3 separate regions of the Sus scrofa genome follow, and regions 2 and 3 are each linked to region 1. A link is a contact called in public Hi-C and promoter capture Hi-C data. All regions are on one chromosome and are shown on one strand. The core of a region is the stretch at or near the end of the contact, and the rest is flanking DNA. Distances in the headings are between cores, read along the strand shown.

What was found. Promoter capture Hi-C pulls out the DNA fragments that hold promoters and counts their contacts. Hi-C and Micro-C count contacts between places; a contact is called where the count stands out from the background.
Region 2: a contact with region 1 is called in a Hi-C map of liver, with 3 times the contacts expected there. The contact joins two enhancer-like sites. A contact is called at or near these places in 1 of 5 promoter capture datasets (liver), 2 of 47 Hi-C or Micro-C datasets (both in liver) and 1 of 2 datasets of contacts at active chromatin or transcription factors (alveolar macrophages).
Region 3: a promoter capture Hi-C map of liver shows a contact between it and region 1, with 2.9 times the contacts expected there. The contact joins the promoter of SCP2 here to the enhancer-like site in region 1. A contact is called at or near these places in 1 of 5 promoter capture datasets (liver), 2 of 47 Hi-C or Micro-C datasets (fetal liver and heart right ventricle) and 1 of 2 datasets of contacts at active chromatin or transcription factors (alveolar macrophages).

Annotation. Positions count from the first base shown.
Region 1 is chr6:159,222,631-159,227,505 of Sscrofa11.1, reverse strand. SCP2 (sterol carrier protein 2) reads left to right here. Exons shown (of 22, transcript NM_001168415.1): 17 at 3,023-3,176. Among named protein-coding and RNA genes, the nearest start is that of PODN, 46 kb to the right of the region's middle. Within about 2 kb of position 3,020, at least 50 of the 83 cell types and tissues checked have an H3K27ac peak or open chromatin away from gene starts, as enhancers often do. A contact at or near this core is called in alveolar macrophages, fetal liver and liver, where this site is marked.
Region 2 is chr6:159,127,677-159,132,551 of Sscrofa11.1, reverse strand. SLC1A7 (excitatory amino acid transporter 5) reads right to left here. Exons shown (of 11, transcript XM_021096614.1): 3 at 507-722. Among named protein-coding and RNA genes, the nearest start is that of SLC1A7, 24 kb to the right of the region's middle. Within about 2 kb of position 2,836, at least 13 of the 83 cell types and tissues checked have an H3K27ac peak or open chromatin away from gene starts, as enhancers often do. A contact at or near this core is called in liver, where this site is marked.
Region 3 is chr6:159,312,733-159,317,607 of Sscrofa11.1, reverse strand. It overlaps SCP2 (sterol carrier protein 2), which reads left to right and starts at 2,623. Exons shown (of 22, transcript NM_001168415.1): 1 at 2,623-2,682. The coding sequence starts at 2,623.

The DNA of each region.
Region 1 (4,875 bases), core at 1,771-4,270:
GGTTCCTTTCAATGCCTATCTTGTTTATTAGATCTTCTGAGTCTTGAGCAGTGTCAACACATGATAGGCAGTCAGTAAATATGTGTTGGATGGGAGTTCAGTGGAAACGAATCTGACTAGTATCCATGAGGACCCAGGTTCAATCCCTGGCCTGCTCAGTGGGTTAAGGATCCGGCAGTTGCCGTCATTGGATCCCGTGTTGCTATGGCTGTGGCACAGGCTGGCGGCTATAGCTCTGATTTGACTCCTAGCCCGGGAACCTCCATATGCCATGAGTGCGCCCCTAAAAAAAAAAAACATTGTTGGATGGATGGGTAGATGAATATCTAATTGGTTCTTTGCATTTTTTAAACTGAGATTATATCATATTCATTTTCCTAAATTGTTAACATTTTTGTAAACATCTTTAAAATAGAGATATAGTGCTTCATATGAATAGATCATTCTTTATATAAAAATTCCCCAGTTATTTCACTTGTAGAGTATCTGGTTTTTCCCTGTTCTAACAATGTGATGGACACATAGCTTTGTGTATAAGACTTTTCCTATGTTTGATTATTTTTATAGAAAGCTTTTCAAGGCAATTTAAATGCTCTTAATGATTTTGTACATTGCTTTCCCAAAAGGTTATACTAGTTTGAACTTTCATCTGTACTGTATAAAGGTGGCTGTCTTGTCATAGTCTCCCTAGCATTGATTCGTTCCATTTTTAAACATCCTGACCAATTTGATTGGTTAAAACAGTATCTTTCTATTTGATCAAGGGGAAGTTGAGTGTTTTTTCCCAAATATTTGTATACTATGTATATTTATTCTTTTGGGAGGTAAGTAGCCCTATTTCCCCCATGTATGTATAGGACCAGTGTGAATACTTTTTTTTGCCCTTTTTTTGTGCATTTGTAAATGTTTTAGATGGCAGATTTCAAGTAGAATTGATTGCCCCAGAGTTTGGATATATTAGTAGAATTATTTATTCACTTTGACCTTAATATTCTGAATGTTCACAATTCAAAAAATCATTACATGGAGGAGTTCCCATTGTGGTGCAGCGGAAACGTTCCGACTAGGAACCATGAGGTTGCGGGTTCAATCTCTGGCCTCACTCAGTGGGTTAAGGATCTGGCATTGCTGTGAGCTGTGGAGTAAGCTGGTGGCTACAGCTCTGATTAGACCCCTAGCCTGGGAACCTCCATATGCCGTGGGAGGGGCCCTAAAAAGACAAAAGACAAAAAAAAAAAAAAAATCATTACATGGAGTTCCTGTCATGGCTCAGCAGTTAACAAATCTGACTAGTATCCATGAGGACACAGGTTTGATCCCTGGCCTCGCTCAGTGGGTTAAGGATCCGGTGTTGCCGTGAGCTGTGGTGTAGGTCATAGATGCAGCTCGGATCCTGCATTGCCGTGGCTGTGGCATAGGTGTGGCTACAGCTCCAATCTGACCCCTAGCCTGGGAACCTCCATGTGCCTCGGATGTGGCCCTAAAAAGAAAAAAAAAAAAATTACGTCATGTGGAATTACCTGTTTTTAAAATGTGTTAACTATATATTCTATAAAAATATACAGATATTGCTTAGAAATGAGGAATGGCAGTTAAATTTCTTGAGAAGGTTGGGGTTATATAGGAAGCTGTCACAGGTACTTGGGAATCAGGTTTCATGGTTGGGGATGTGGGTGGAAGAACAGATATTGTAGGCAGACTTGTGTAGCTCTGCCTCCAGGATGTTGAAACCAGTCTATCCTGAAAGAATGTTCTTAGCTATCCTTGAAGAGCTAGTGTGAGAGAGAAAAAGAATGTAAATTAGGAGGCTTGTATTTAATCTCAACTCTAGAATTAGCCTGCTTTGTAACCATTCACAAATAACTTAATCTTACATTTCTCACTGCTAACTTTGTACCTAAGCAAGGGCTCCTGTGCCAGACTTGGATGGTGGGTGTTTGCAGCAAAGTAAGGGTTTATTTGCAAGGCACCAAGCAAGGGAGCCGGAGGCAAGTTTCAGATTCACTCCTTCTTGGTCTTTGAGTTAGGGCTGTTTTAAAGAGAAAGAACAAAGAAACTGGAATTAATCATTGTCCTGAGACATTTCTTTATCTGATTTTGGGAGTCAGAATGTGGTTTATGAGTCTCTGGCCAGGTGGTCCATGGCTCCAGGGGTCTCTGAGCTCATCTTGCCCTGGAAAAACCACCTGCATTTGAAGGTTAATGATATCTACACAGCTATTTTTGTATAGTAGGATGTTATCAACAGTAACAGTTTTAGTCATCTGACTCTGGTTGATTAGTATTCAGTTAGTACAGGAATGAGGAGACAAGAAAGGGATAGAGGTCACAGGAGACAAGGAAGGGAATAAAGTTTTGGATAGAGAAATTTATCATAAACCCAGTAAGGTAACTTCAGTTTTGGGGGGCTCGGTTTCAGCATTATTAAGTTCTCTCCAGCTCTAAAAATCTGCTTTTATTATCCAGGGGACAAATGCTTTTTTTTTTTTTTTTTTTTAAATCCAGTGCTATTCTTGTGAATAGCTGTGAATAGATCTGGGAAACAGTTCAGTTCATCCTTTCTAGGAATTCTTTGAGAAGAATAGGAAAAGTCCTCGTGCTAGCTAAATTTTTAGGGAAAGCCAACTCCCACATCCTAGATTGTTTTCTTTTGATACATTAACAGTGGTAAGAATTAAATTATTTTTAGGCCATTCGGCCTGAGCCAGAGCACTGTACCTTCAGCGTTTTCGCTTTGAACATTGCCCCCCAAATGCCAGGTTGGATATATTTAAAGAGCACAGGGAATTTCTTAAGCCTGAGTATTGGCTAAATACAGAGATTACTGCGGAAGAAAAAGTAACTAACTACAAAACCCCTCCAGGCTTGTAGGAGAAGTTCCTGTCTAGGCAGATTTCGTCTTGGCGGAATGAAACGGTTTAATTGAAAGCCACAGTTGGCAGCCCTCGTCTGGCTTGAGAAAGCCGATTGGGGCCGCTTTCTAAACCAACGGGATCTGACGGCTCTGTGTTCGATTTGTTAGGTCTGGCTCAGTGCGCCGAACTCTGCTGGCAGCTGAGAGGGGAAGCCGGGAAGAGGCAAGTTCCTGGTGCAAAGGTTGCTCTGCAGCATAATTTGGGCCTTGGAGGAGCTGCGGTTGTCACGCTGTACAGGATGGGTTTTCCTGAAGCTGCCAGGTAAGTGGCACTCTGGTTTTGCATGGCAGTGAATCCTTCTGACTCTCCGCAACTAATGGCGTTGTGCATGTTTTCCAAAAGTCCTAATTTTATTGTCTTCGTACTCAAAGAACAGGTATCTCATTGCGTGGCTGTCGTAGCACGGCTTAAACACTTTAAAACTGGCAGTTAACTTTTAAATGTCACCAGCCTTAGGAAAATTTTGTTCATGAAGGAGGCAGCGTAGGCAAGAGTGGCGGACTAGACGCGGGAGCTGGCTGGGTCCTTGTCTCAGCCCTGCCAACCTGAGTAGTTTTCATTTAGGCAAGTCATTTTTTGGTTTCCTTTCTCACAATTTGCTTTCTCCCCATGGCCTCTGAGATTGTTTGGAGAAAGTCATCAAATATGCTGATTGCATCTCTGCAGATTGATGTTTCTGAATCCAGTGAAGCCCTCGCTGCTGCCAGAATCCTTCCTGTTCGTCTCTTGTTGGTTTTCTTCCTGCCCTTGTCTAATGCCTGTGTTCCTCCAGTCTCCACTTTCTTTTCCAAGGCTTTCAGGATCCCTCCTCTTCCTTACTCTTCTCAGAGAAGTGCTCATCCTTCCCAGAGGAAAAAAAAAGTCCCATTTCCTTTCCTTTGCATGCTTTTGTTTCCAACCACTTTCTGTAATTTTGTTCCACATGTTAAGTATACCCCTCTTTTGAATCTTTCTGTTTTTGCGTTTTCATTGACCCCTTTCCCTCTGTCAGCAAACGTGTTCAGGTCTTCTGTATTCTAGAAATCTACTTTGATTATAAAGATTAAGAATACCTTAATTATTCTCTTTCATGATGAACCTTTTATATTGAACCACTTTTGTTTTTCTATTTTGAAATGCCTTTAGTTTCTTATCTCATCACGGAGGTCAGGTGAGGCCAGCAGTGATCTGATTATGAAGTGCTCTGGCCTTTATTTTCTGGTCTTTAACCCTGCAGTAGCTAGCAACACTGATTGGCTCCCTTTTCCCCCCGAATTCTTGGTAATTATTTTTTCATTTTTTCCACACTTTTGGTTCTACAGAGGGTATGTGACACACTTTTTTTTTTTTTTTAACAGAATCCGTTATATTCTCATGTTTTAGAAGCTTTTGAGTCTCTTCTGTCTTCTTTCTCTGCCTGGAATATTCTGTTGTGAAAATTGTGTCTTCCTATTAAGACCAATCTTAGGTAGCTTCTCCCTTTGAATATCCAAAGCACTTTGTAACTCTTGGGTCCCTGTCTGATTTCTGTTTAGTTGTAGTGCATCTAGATTGGTTTTTTTAAAAATCCCATTTGTTATGTGAAAGCCTTGAGATAAAAACTGTGACCTCCCCACCCCTCTGTTTCCTGAATTGGATCAAATAAAAAGCTGTTAAGGTGTTGAAGTTTAAGTTTCCTCCTAAATCTGATTCATTAGTTTTATACTGTCCTCTGAAATTCCTAGTTCGTATTTGGAGTTGAAAATCCTCAGTAAAAGCCACACTATCAAGAGCTACCAGAGTCAGCACATTAGTATAGCTATCTAATTTGCTCAGAATAGATTCTGTAGTTTGGACAATAAATTCTATTTTATTTATTTATGTATTTGCTTTTTTTTTTTTTTTTTTTTTTAGGACTGCACCCACATATGGAGGTTCCCAGGCTAGGGGTCCAATCAGAGCTACAGCTGCCAGCCTGTGCCACAACCACAGCAATGCCAGA
Region 2 (4,875 bases), core at 1,587-4,086, 95 kb after region 1:
GAGACAGCCTTCTGAATTGGATTGTACCACTCCTAGGTTTAAAACCCATTTCCTGTGGCCCTTAGGAGAAAATACAACGTGCGGGCTGGTTCCCAGTGCCCCTCATGGTCTGTCCCCTCCCCACGCACACCTCATGCCCCAGTGACACGGAATGGGCCACGACTTTCCCCCACCACAGCACCTCCCAGCGCAGGACCTTGGCACAACTGTCATCATCAGGAATGCCCTTCGGGTCCCCTGTCCCCTCCCATTCAGCCCACCCTACGGGGGCAGTCCGTGCAGTGTGAGACGGGCAGGAAGCTCGGGGGCTGAGGGAGCAGCAGGGCCTCTGTGGCTGCCCGCCTTGTTATCCCCAGGAGTCAAGAGCAGACCCTGAGCGCCCCATCCCCACGCCACCCCGTCCCCCCGCCCCCACTGACACGTCAGGCAGGGCCTGTGGCGTCAACAGCAGCCCCAGCCCGTTGGGGGGTGGGATGGCAAGCATTTCCAAACAGGGTGAGGGTTACCGAATGAGGTCCAGCAGGGGGTCGGCTGAGCTCATGATGGGCTTCCCACTCTGCCCCGTTGTCTCCTTCTGGGCCGCGCCACCCGGGTGGATGATGGAGACCATGACGATGCCCACGATGACTGCCACGAAGGTGGTCCACAGGTAGTACGCCACAGTGAGGATGCCCAGGCGGCTGGAGGTCTTGGCATCCAGGGAGGCGAGGCCGGACATCAAGCTGGGAGAGCGATGCGGGTCAGCGTCTGAGGCTGGGCAGGCTAGGCACCCAGATGTGCCCACGGTGACCCCTCCTGGCTCTGCCCAGCACCCTCACAGCACTCCAGGGAGTGTGTGGGTCTGGGGACCCCCCGCCCCCAGCCTCTCGCCGCTCCGCCCCTCCGCCTTGCCCAGCATCCTCGGCCACGTCCGTTCACACCTCTAGTCCTTCCCCGTCCTCTTCCCTTGTCCGGTGTCCTCTTTTTTTCCTTTTTCTTTCTTTCTTTCTTTTCTTTTTTTTTTTTAGTCTTTTTGCCTTTTCTGGGGCCGCTCCTGCGGCATATGGAGATTCCCAGGCTAGGGGTCTAATCAGAGCTGTAGCCACCCGCCTACACCCCAGCCACAGTAACACGGGATCCGAGCCACGTCTGTGACCTACAGCACAGCTCACGGCAACGCTGGATCCTCAACCCACTGAGCAAGGCCAGGGATCGAACGCACAACCTCGTGGTTCCTAGTCGGATTCATTTCCACTGCACCACGAAGGGAACTCCGCGGTGTCCTCTTAGCAGCTCCCTTCCTTGCCCAGCGCCTACCCAGCAGGTAAGACCAAGCTCCGTGCCATCTCTTTGGCGAAATCTTTTTGGACTACCTGCCTCTCCCACAGAGTTAGGAGCCTATCCTGGGGTCCCACAACCCTGGCCTTCTCTCTGTCATGACCCTGGTTGTCATTGTCACCATCTGTCTCTCTCATCAGACTGAGGACATGTGAGAAAAAGGGCTTCTCTGTGGGTCCCCAGTGCCCCGTGTGAGCTCCGGCGGCAGCCTTCGGCATGGTTACTGGGGCTTCTGAATGAGCTAATGAGTAAGAGTGAGCGACCGAGTGCCCTGGGTCCTCGTCCCAGCTCTGCCCCTTGGCTATGTCACCTCGGGCCAGCAAGTCACTCCCTCATCTCTGGGCCTCAGGATCCCCATCTATAAAATGGGGCCGTGGTTAGCTTTTTCCCCCGAGGGGTGCCACCCTGTGGCCATCGTGGGTTAGTGCCAGGGCCCAGGTTCCCCTGGTGGGGGGGTGTATGGAGGGGCTTGTGAGTTTCCTCTGGGCTCCTCTGCACCTCTGCCTGCCCTGACCCCGGCTCTCTGCCCACTGAGCTGGTCAGCCCTGGACCAGCGGGGCGGGGTGGGGAGTGAGAGAGTCATTAAGGAGATACTTTCACTTTGCTTTGCTGCCAAAAGCCTTTTTTCCCCAAAGCCCTTTCATTCTTTCAGATAAAGGAAGTATTTGTCATTTGTCTGGTTTTAATCATGTAAACAAGAGCAGATAATCCCCCCTCCTCTTAATCATAAGGCCACAGCAGGCAGCTCTAGCATCAGGGCTGAGCCCCAAAAGCCTCTCCCTAACCCTCCCCCCAGCCCTGCTGCACCCGCTGCCTGTGAGCGCCCTGCTCTCCCCCGCTTGCTGTTGCAAAGCCTCACGCCTCTTTGAAGACACAGTTTAAGGGTCCCCTCCTCCAGGAAGCCTCCCCTGACCACCAGGCAGGGGTAAGGCCCCTTCTCTGGGCTCCCGCAACCCCTGTGCTGCCCTCTGTCCCAGCCCCTCCTCACTGAGCTGGTGACTATTTACTGGAAGCGCCTTCGGGGCTGGGGCGGAGTCTGATTCAGGGCTGGGCTCACAGAGCCAGGCTGGGGTCCCCACTGGAGTGTAGTTTGCAGAAGGAAGGAGTGAATGAATGAATGAGTCGATGTCCCCTCACTTTCCATTCATCCCTGTCTGCCAGGACACCATATGTTAGGGACGGGCTTAGGGTAGGTCTTAGATAAAAATCCTGAAGGGCTCATAATGAGATTGCGTGACCAGGGGAAATGGGGGGCACACGGAAACATTATCCACAAGAAATCATCCCCCGACCAGGGCCAGCAAATCAGCCCAGGGCCAAACAGCCCTCTGACCACGACAGAAGCCCCCACAGCCACGTTCCATGACCTCAGGCTACAGGGAGGCCCCGGCCCCGAGAGGAGGCCCTGCCCAAGGTCATTCAGGACCCTGGTGCCCGGCTGGACCAGAACTCAGTCCCCAGCTCCAGGCCTGTCCTCTTTCATCCATGTAGTTACTCAGTAATTTAGCCCCTGGCTCTGCGCCATGCCCTGTGCCCACAAGACAGAGATCAAAACCAGTCCTCAACCTCAAGCAGCTCCTGGTCTGGCAGGGGGTGGTGGGGGAGAAAGACAAAGCCCACAGGACAGCAGTGGACTCAAGTAAGCTGTGGAGAGGGCAGATGCATCAGTACCCCTAGACAGGGGACAAGGCCATGCTCTCTTTATTCAGAGGAGCGAGGGATGGCTTCTAGTCCGGAGAATCAGGGAGGGCTACCTGGAGGAGGGGGCATTTGGGTTGGTTCTCGAATGATGAGGAGGATTTGGAAGGGGCAGCTGTGCTAGGCAGTGGGGCACCAGAAGCCAGCAGGGAGGCTGAGAGGCTGGAAAGTGAGGGGACATTGTGCTGTTTAATGAGGTCAGAGTCAGGTCATGTTTGAGGTTCAGTCACATGTGGGGCAGCAAAGATAGACTGAGCTCAGGAGTGGAATGCGGCCCTGCGAGCCAGGCCGGGGGGGGCATCCAGGGCAGAGTGGGGTCCAACACAACCCACGTAGAAGAATTTGCTGATGTCTGAGAAGGAAGAACTTAGCATTCCTTAGGATCTCAGAATATCAAAATAAACAAAACACACAGGGAGGTCACTGAAATGGTAGATGCAGAGGAAAAACCTGGCACCAATTTAAAACATCAACGTAGATTAGACGAAAAGTTGCAGCATAGGAGTTCCCGTCGTGGCTCACTGGTTAACGAATCCGACTAGGAACCACGAGGTTGCAGGTTCGATCCCTGGCCCCGCTCAGTGGGTTAAGGATCTGGCATTGCCGTGAGCTGTGGTGCAGGTCAAAGACGCGGCTCGGATCTGGTGTTGCTGTGGCTGTGCTGTAGGCCGGCAGCAACAGCTCCAATTCGACCTCTAGCCTGGGAACCTCCATATGCCTCGGATGTGGCCCTAAAAAAAAAGTAAAAAAAAATTAAAAAAGAGACATATTGCAGTTAAATACTCAACAAAAAAGAAGGGATGCGTCACTGGCAAGATGTTCCTATTTAAGTGGAGAAACCAAGGCGCAGATGGTTTGCAGCTCTGCCCGGAGCCCTGGAGCCACGGTGACACAGACCCCCATAGGTTTGTGTCCAGATGACCTCAGAGGTGCTTGACAGACGGTGCAGGAGACGGGTGCAGGTGGAAATCAGATCTCAGGAAGGGGCAAAGGGCCCCTGAGAAGGCCACCTCGAGGAAGAAGAGGTCTAATACGGGGGCAGTGCCAACTCAGGGACAGCCTGGACGCGGTAAGGGCAGGAGTGTGGGTTCTGGATAGAGCCGGGGGGTGGGGTGGGGGGGTCTGCAGGGAGGGTTAGGTCACGTGGCACAGGGGCTGTGGAATGGAGAGGCCCGTGGATAAACCAGACAGAGTTCCATCATCGGGACCCCTGCATCTACTCTGGAACCTCACTCCCTGTCCCCAAAGTGGAAAGCCTTTTCCTACTGGCTGAGAGGTGAGCAGCAGACGTGGGAGCCCTGGGTGGTGGGGTGGAGGAAGGAGACCCCTGGCAACAGCTGACAGAGGCAGACCTCTCCAGACTGGTGCCAGCTGTGCCAGCATGATTGCGGGTGATGGCAGAGGCCGAGGAGGACGGGAGCTAAGTGTGGAGAGGGCCTGGACTCCACGGGAGACAGCAGCTACTCCCAGAGCTCAAAGAACAGGAAAGGAAGTTCAAGGCCCTGCCATTTGGCTAATGGGGCTCCAGACTTTGGGGCAAAGCTGTTAAAGGGATCTTTCGGAGAAACTACAAGCCGGGGTTTGGGGCGGGGTGGGGGGGTTCTGCAGGGAGCGTCATGTCGCATGGACCTGCACAGCTAAACAACTAGAAAAAGTTTCAACGTGGCTGTCTTTGGGTGGCGGGGTTATGGGTAATTTTGTTTTATTTATTTACTTTGTTTTTTGTCTTTTTAGGGCCGCACTGTGGCATATGGAGGTTCCCAGGCTAGGGGTCAAATTGGAGCTGTAGCCACCAGCCTACACCACAGCCACAGCAACCCAGGATCCGAGCCGCATCTGCAACCTACACCACAGCTCAAG
Region 3 (4,875 bases), core at 1,374-3,873, 90 kb before region 1:
CTCCATCCGGAGAGACCTCTTCGCCTGACAATGCAGAGAAGGAGACGACGATCTCAAAGCCCTGCTCTGACCACACCGGAAGCTGGTCAGTCAACGCACGGCTGAAGCTTGAGGAATCGGTTGCCTGTGAGCCCAAATGGAAGGAGGGTTTCAAAATAAACATTCGCATTGACGGAAGAGGCTTTGACCCTGGAGCTGTGTTACATTTCCAGAGAATCACATTTGCGCTCCAAGCTGCCTCTCACAGCATCTTTCATTCCTTTTATGAAGAGATAAGAAACACCCCACCTCCCATTCCGGCCACAACTACGAACTTGTTCTTAGCCCTGACAGAAACTATTACACAAACTCTCAAGGTCTCCTCTTGTTATGTATGCGGGGGAACAAACACAGGAGACCACTGGCCTTGGCAAGCCAGAGAGCTGGACCCATTAGAGCCTCCTAATGAGACTGCATACCCCCAACTCACCAATGGGGTATGGCTCCTCAGAACTGCTATTATAGGGAGAAATTGTCTTGCGAGGCGGGGAGGACGGTTTAATGTTTCAGTTGGAAGCCTAACATGATTATAAGGCCGAAGGTATTATGATCTGACTGCCCAAAAGACTCAATGGTGGTCATCCTCTAATCGCTCAGAGCCCAAGCCTAATCCCTTGTCTAACTTTTCCCACCTTCGACAAGCATGGGAAGATATCAGTACTAATATCCAGTGGCAGCCACCAAAGGGATTATATTGGATTTGTGGAAAAATGGCCTATTCCATACTCCCCCCAACTTGGGCTGGGGCATGTGTACTGGGAACAATCAGACCTTCCTTCTTCCTGCTCCCACTGTCACTAGGAGAGCAACTGGGAGTTCCTATATATAGGGCACAGGGTGCCCAGAGAGACCGGAGGGCTCTCCAAATTGGAGAGTGGAAAGATGATAAATGGCCCCCAGAACGGATAATTCAATATTATGAACCTGCCACCTGGGCAGAGGATGGCTCTTGGGGATATCGCACCCCTATCTATATGCTGAACCGCATCATCAGACTACAGGCGGTTTTGGAACTTATAACAAATGACACTGCAAGGGCCTTGACTATATTGGCCCAACAACAAACTAAAATGTACAGTGCAATCTACCAAAATCGCTTGGCCTTGGATTATTTGCTTCTGAAGGAGGGGTTTGTGGAAAATTTAACTTAAGTAATTGCTGTCTACAAATAGATGACACCGGAAAGGTGGTAGAAGAAATTGCTGACCGCATGACTAAACTAGCCCATGTACCTGTACAAACTTGGAAAGGATGGGATGCAGACAGTCTCTTTGGTAAATGGTTCTCTTGGTTGGGAGGAATTAAGACAATGGTCGGAATAGTCATGGTTATACTCGCAGGGTGCCTACTTGTTCCCTGCCTTGTACTTCTCCTGATAAATATTGTAAAATGTTTTATAAAGACCATGGTTGAAAGAAAAACAGCCTCCCACCTGCTACTTATTAGAGGCTACCAAAGGGTTATGCCTGATGATGATGTGTAAAGGGTGCAGATGCGCCCTGAACATCAAGAGGGGGAATGAAATGGAGCTTTAATTAAAGAACAACCCCCCCCTTGGCCAAGACAGCTAAAGCCTTTCCAGCTGGCTAATCATTATGCCACCCTTCTCGTAATAATGTAACAACTGTGTGCTCTCTGTCCAAGCCAGCAGCCCTGCTAATCAGGTACCCAGCATTGCTTATCAGTTCTGCTTCTGTAACCTTGCTTGCTCAGTTTCTTAGGGAGGGACACTGTCTGCTTGGGGATGGGGGAGGTCCGGGATGCTTACATGGGAAAATCAAGACCTTGTAGTGTATAAAAGTTACTGAGAACAAAGACCTGGTGCTCAGACTCTGGAGGTGACTCCTCTGAGCCCGCACCGGTGCTGAATAAACCTTGCTTTTCCATATCTCCGAGTGCTGTTTGTCTCCTTCCGTTGCCACAGTTTTTGCGGTTTCCGCAACACCTTCAGCTAGGCTCCAGGGACAGGTAGGGAAAGTGGAAAGGGGGTATTCTTCTCCCCTTCTCTGATTAGCTGGAGATTTTACTAAGTAGACCCATTCTTTGCTGCCTAGGCCAGGGAGGCTCTTTAGAATCACCTGGGGGATACTTTCTAAATATTGATGCCTAGGCTCTACCCCCCCAGGGGACTCTGATTCAGTAGTGTGGGCTCCGGATGTGGGTGTTTTGAACCTATGGTGATTTTTATTAAGGGTGGCATGGCGTATGTAAATATACATTATCTTTTAGGCCTTTTGAAAAATAATAAAAACCGCCTGTGATCTGAGGGTCCACTTGGTTCAATTCCCCTCCCGGGGCTAAGGACGTCTCCGGCAAAGCGCAGGCCCCCACCCCCACCCCCACCCCCACCCCAACGGTGAACTCCAGCTAAGCTTAGCGCTTGCCCACCGCGGGTTCCCTTAACACTCCCCGCCCTCAAAGGAGCAGGCCCCGCCCCCGTCCCCGCGCAGGCGCACGGCGCCTACCTGCTTCCGGTGCACTGCTACTTAAGCGCTGGGGGCGTAGGCGCTGTCAGCCTGCGACCGAGTCGGGCAGGCTGTGTGACATTCGCTGTGCCATCCTGTACCTGGAACCGTTTGAGCTATGCCTTTGGCCACGTCTCTGCCCCGCCGTGTATTTGTGGTGGGGGTCGGCATGACCAAGGTAAACAGAGCAGTGGGACCCCCGCAGGTGGGCATATCGGGGCTTGGCGTTGTGTCAGTCGGTCCTGCCTACCCGGAGGGCGCCCTGGGCACCCCATCGCCCAGCTCGGCCTTGGCCTTGGCCCTGGGGGCGACAGAGTGGCGACTCGGGTAGGTTGTGAGATGGGTTGTGATGTAAGCTGACTTTGCAGGATCGTAATGTCGCAGGCTTGTTCCTTTGGCCGTACGTTCCTCCGTTCCTTTTCCTCCCTGGATGTCGCTGTTTGTGAAGGATCCCCGAGATAACCCAAAGTCCGTAGCACCTTTGAATCTGAGTGGAATCGTAAGGTTTGTGGATCTTTGATTGTGGCAAGGCCCGCTTGACACCCGAAAGGAGAGCAGGTCGCCAGTTTGCACTTCCATGAATATTCCCTGTGGGTCCCTTCTCAGGGCCTGTTCCAAGTGTGGATGAGAAGGAGAGGCGTGAGTGATGCTCCGCGTCTCGCCACGCGTGGCGGGTTTTCTGGATCTTCTAACCTTTGTGTTTCTCAGGGGGTGCACGGCGTGGTATTCAGGAGGCCAGAGGCTCCCCTTACCGTCTCAGTTCTTGGCACCCGCACCAGCCCTGTTCTCCAATAACGCCAAACCGCCTTTTTCGCACCACACATTTTTTATGCCTCGGATGCTTTGCTTTCTATTGTTTTCACTACTTGTCTTCACTTGGTTCACTTATTCGCATTTTTAAAAGATTAATTCAGATCTTCTCCAAGAAGCCTCTGATCCTCCTGACTTTCCCACAGAGCTCTGTACTTACCTCTGTCTTAGTACTTCCTATTTTATACTGAAATTCCATTTATATGCCTATATTAGCATGTCAGATCTTCCAAGTGAGTGTACCTTGCCTAATTCATTGCTATACCTCTAGCACCTTGAAAATGCCTCGTGCCCGAAGACCCTCAGTGAATGTTAGTTAAACAAATATTAAATGGATATGCTTTCTGAAAGAGAGTTCCTAGAAGAAGTTCTCTTTCTGAGGAAAAAGGCTTAGGCTTTTATTATCTTACCCAGTGGGCTGAGAGTACACACAGCAATCAAAACATATAAATAGATAACTCAAGTAATACCTTTTTTTTTCCCTCTCTTTTTGTCTTTTTAGGCCCACACCCGCGGCATATGGAGGTTCCCAGGCTAGGGGTTGAATCGAAGCTGTAGCCACCGGCCTACACCAGAGCCATAGCAACGCCAGAGCCGAACCTCGAGTCTGTGACCTACACCACAGCTCATGGCAGTGCTGGATCCTTAACCCACTGAGCGAGGCCAGGCATCGAACCCACAACCTCATGGTTCCCAGTCGGATTCGTTAACCACTGAGCCACAACGGGAACTAATTTATTTATTTATTTTTCAAGTAATACATTATGAAGTAGACACTTGGAGATCATCCGATTGTCGTGGGAGATGGGGCTTCTGGTATAGGTGGACAGTAAGACCTTTTAAAGTGTATTGATGCAGTCATATCCTCCACCATGGGCTGTTAAATGCCTGGTTATATTGTCTGTGTAGAAAAGCACTGAGTTTTCTAACTCTTTGGGAAATAGATATTTTTATTTTTCCTCAAGTTGGGAGGTGGAGGTGTGGGAGGTGTTAGTTAACAATTTTCAGGGAGGAAATTGGGAGTAGGGAGAGTAGCTTTCTTGATGTGCTTACTAGACCAGTGAGTGTACTTCCCTCTGGATTTTGATCTTTTGGAACTTGGAAGAGGGTTTAATGAAGAGGAGCTTAGGGCGTTCCCGTCGTGGCGCAGGGGTTAATGAAAAAAGAGGGAGCTTAGTAGATTATACTTTAAGCACTGTTTGTAGGTCGAAACTGGTCGGATTTCTGTGTTGTGGTTCTTAATTTAAATAGCTGAATTCCTAGACTGCTTGAAGTTCTCTCTCTTTTTTTAATTAAAGCTTTCTTAATGAGGTTTGTTTTTTTTTTTCTTTTTGTCTTTTGTTGTTGTTGTTGTTGCTATTTCTTGGGCCGCTCCGGTGACATATAGAGGTCCCCAGGCTAGGGGTTGAATCGGAGCTGTAGCCACCAGCCTACGCCAGAGCCACAGCAACGCAGGATCCGAGCCGCGTCTGCAACCTACACCACAGCTCACGGCAACACCGGATTGTTAACCCACTGAGCAAGGGCAGGGACCGAACCCGCAACCTCATGGTTCCTAGTC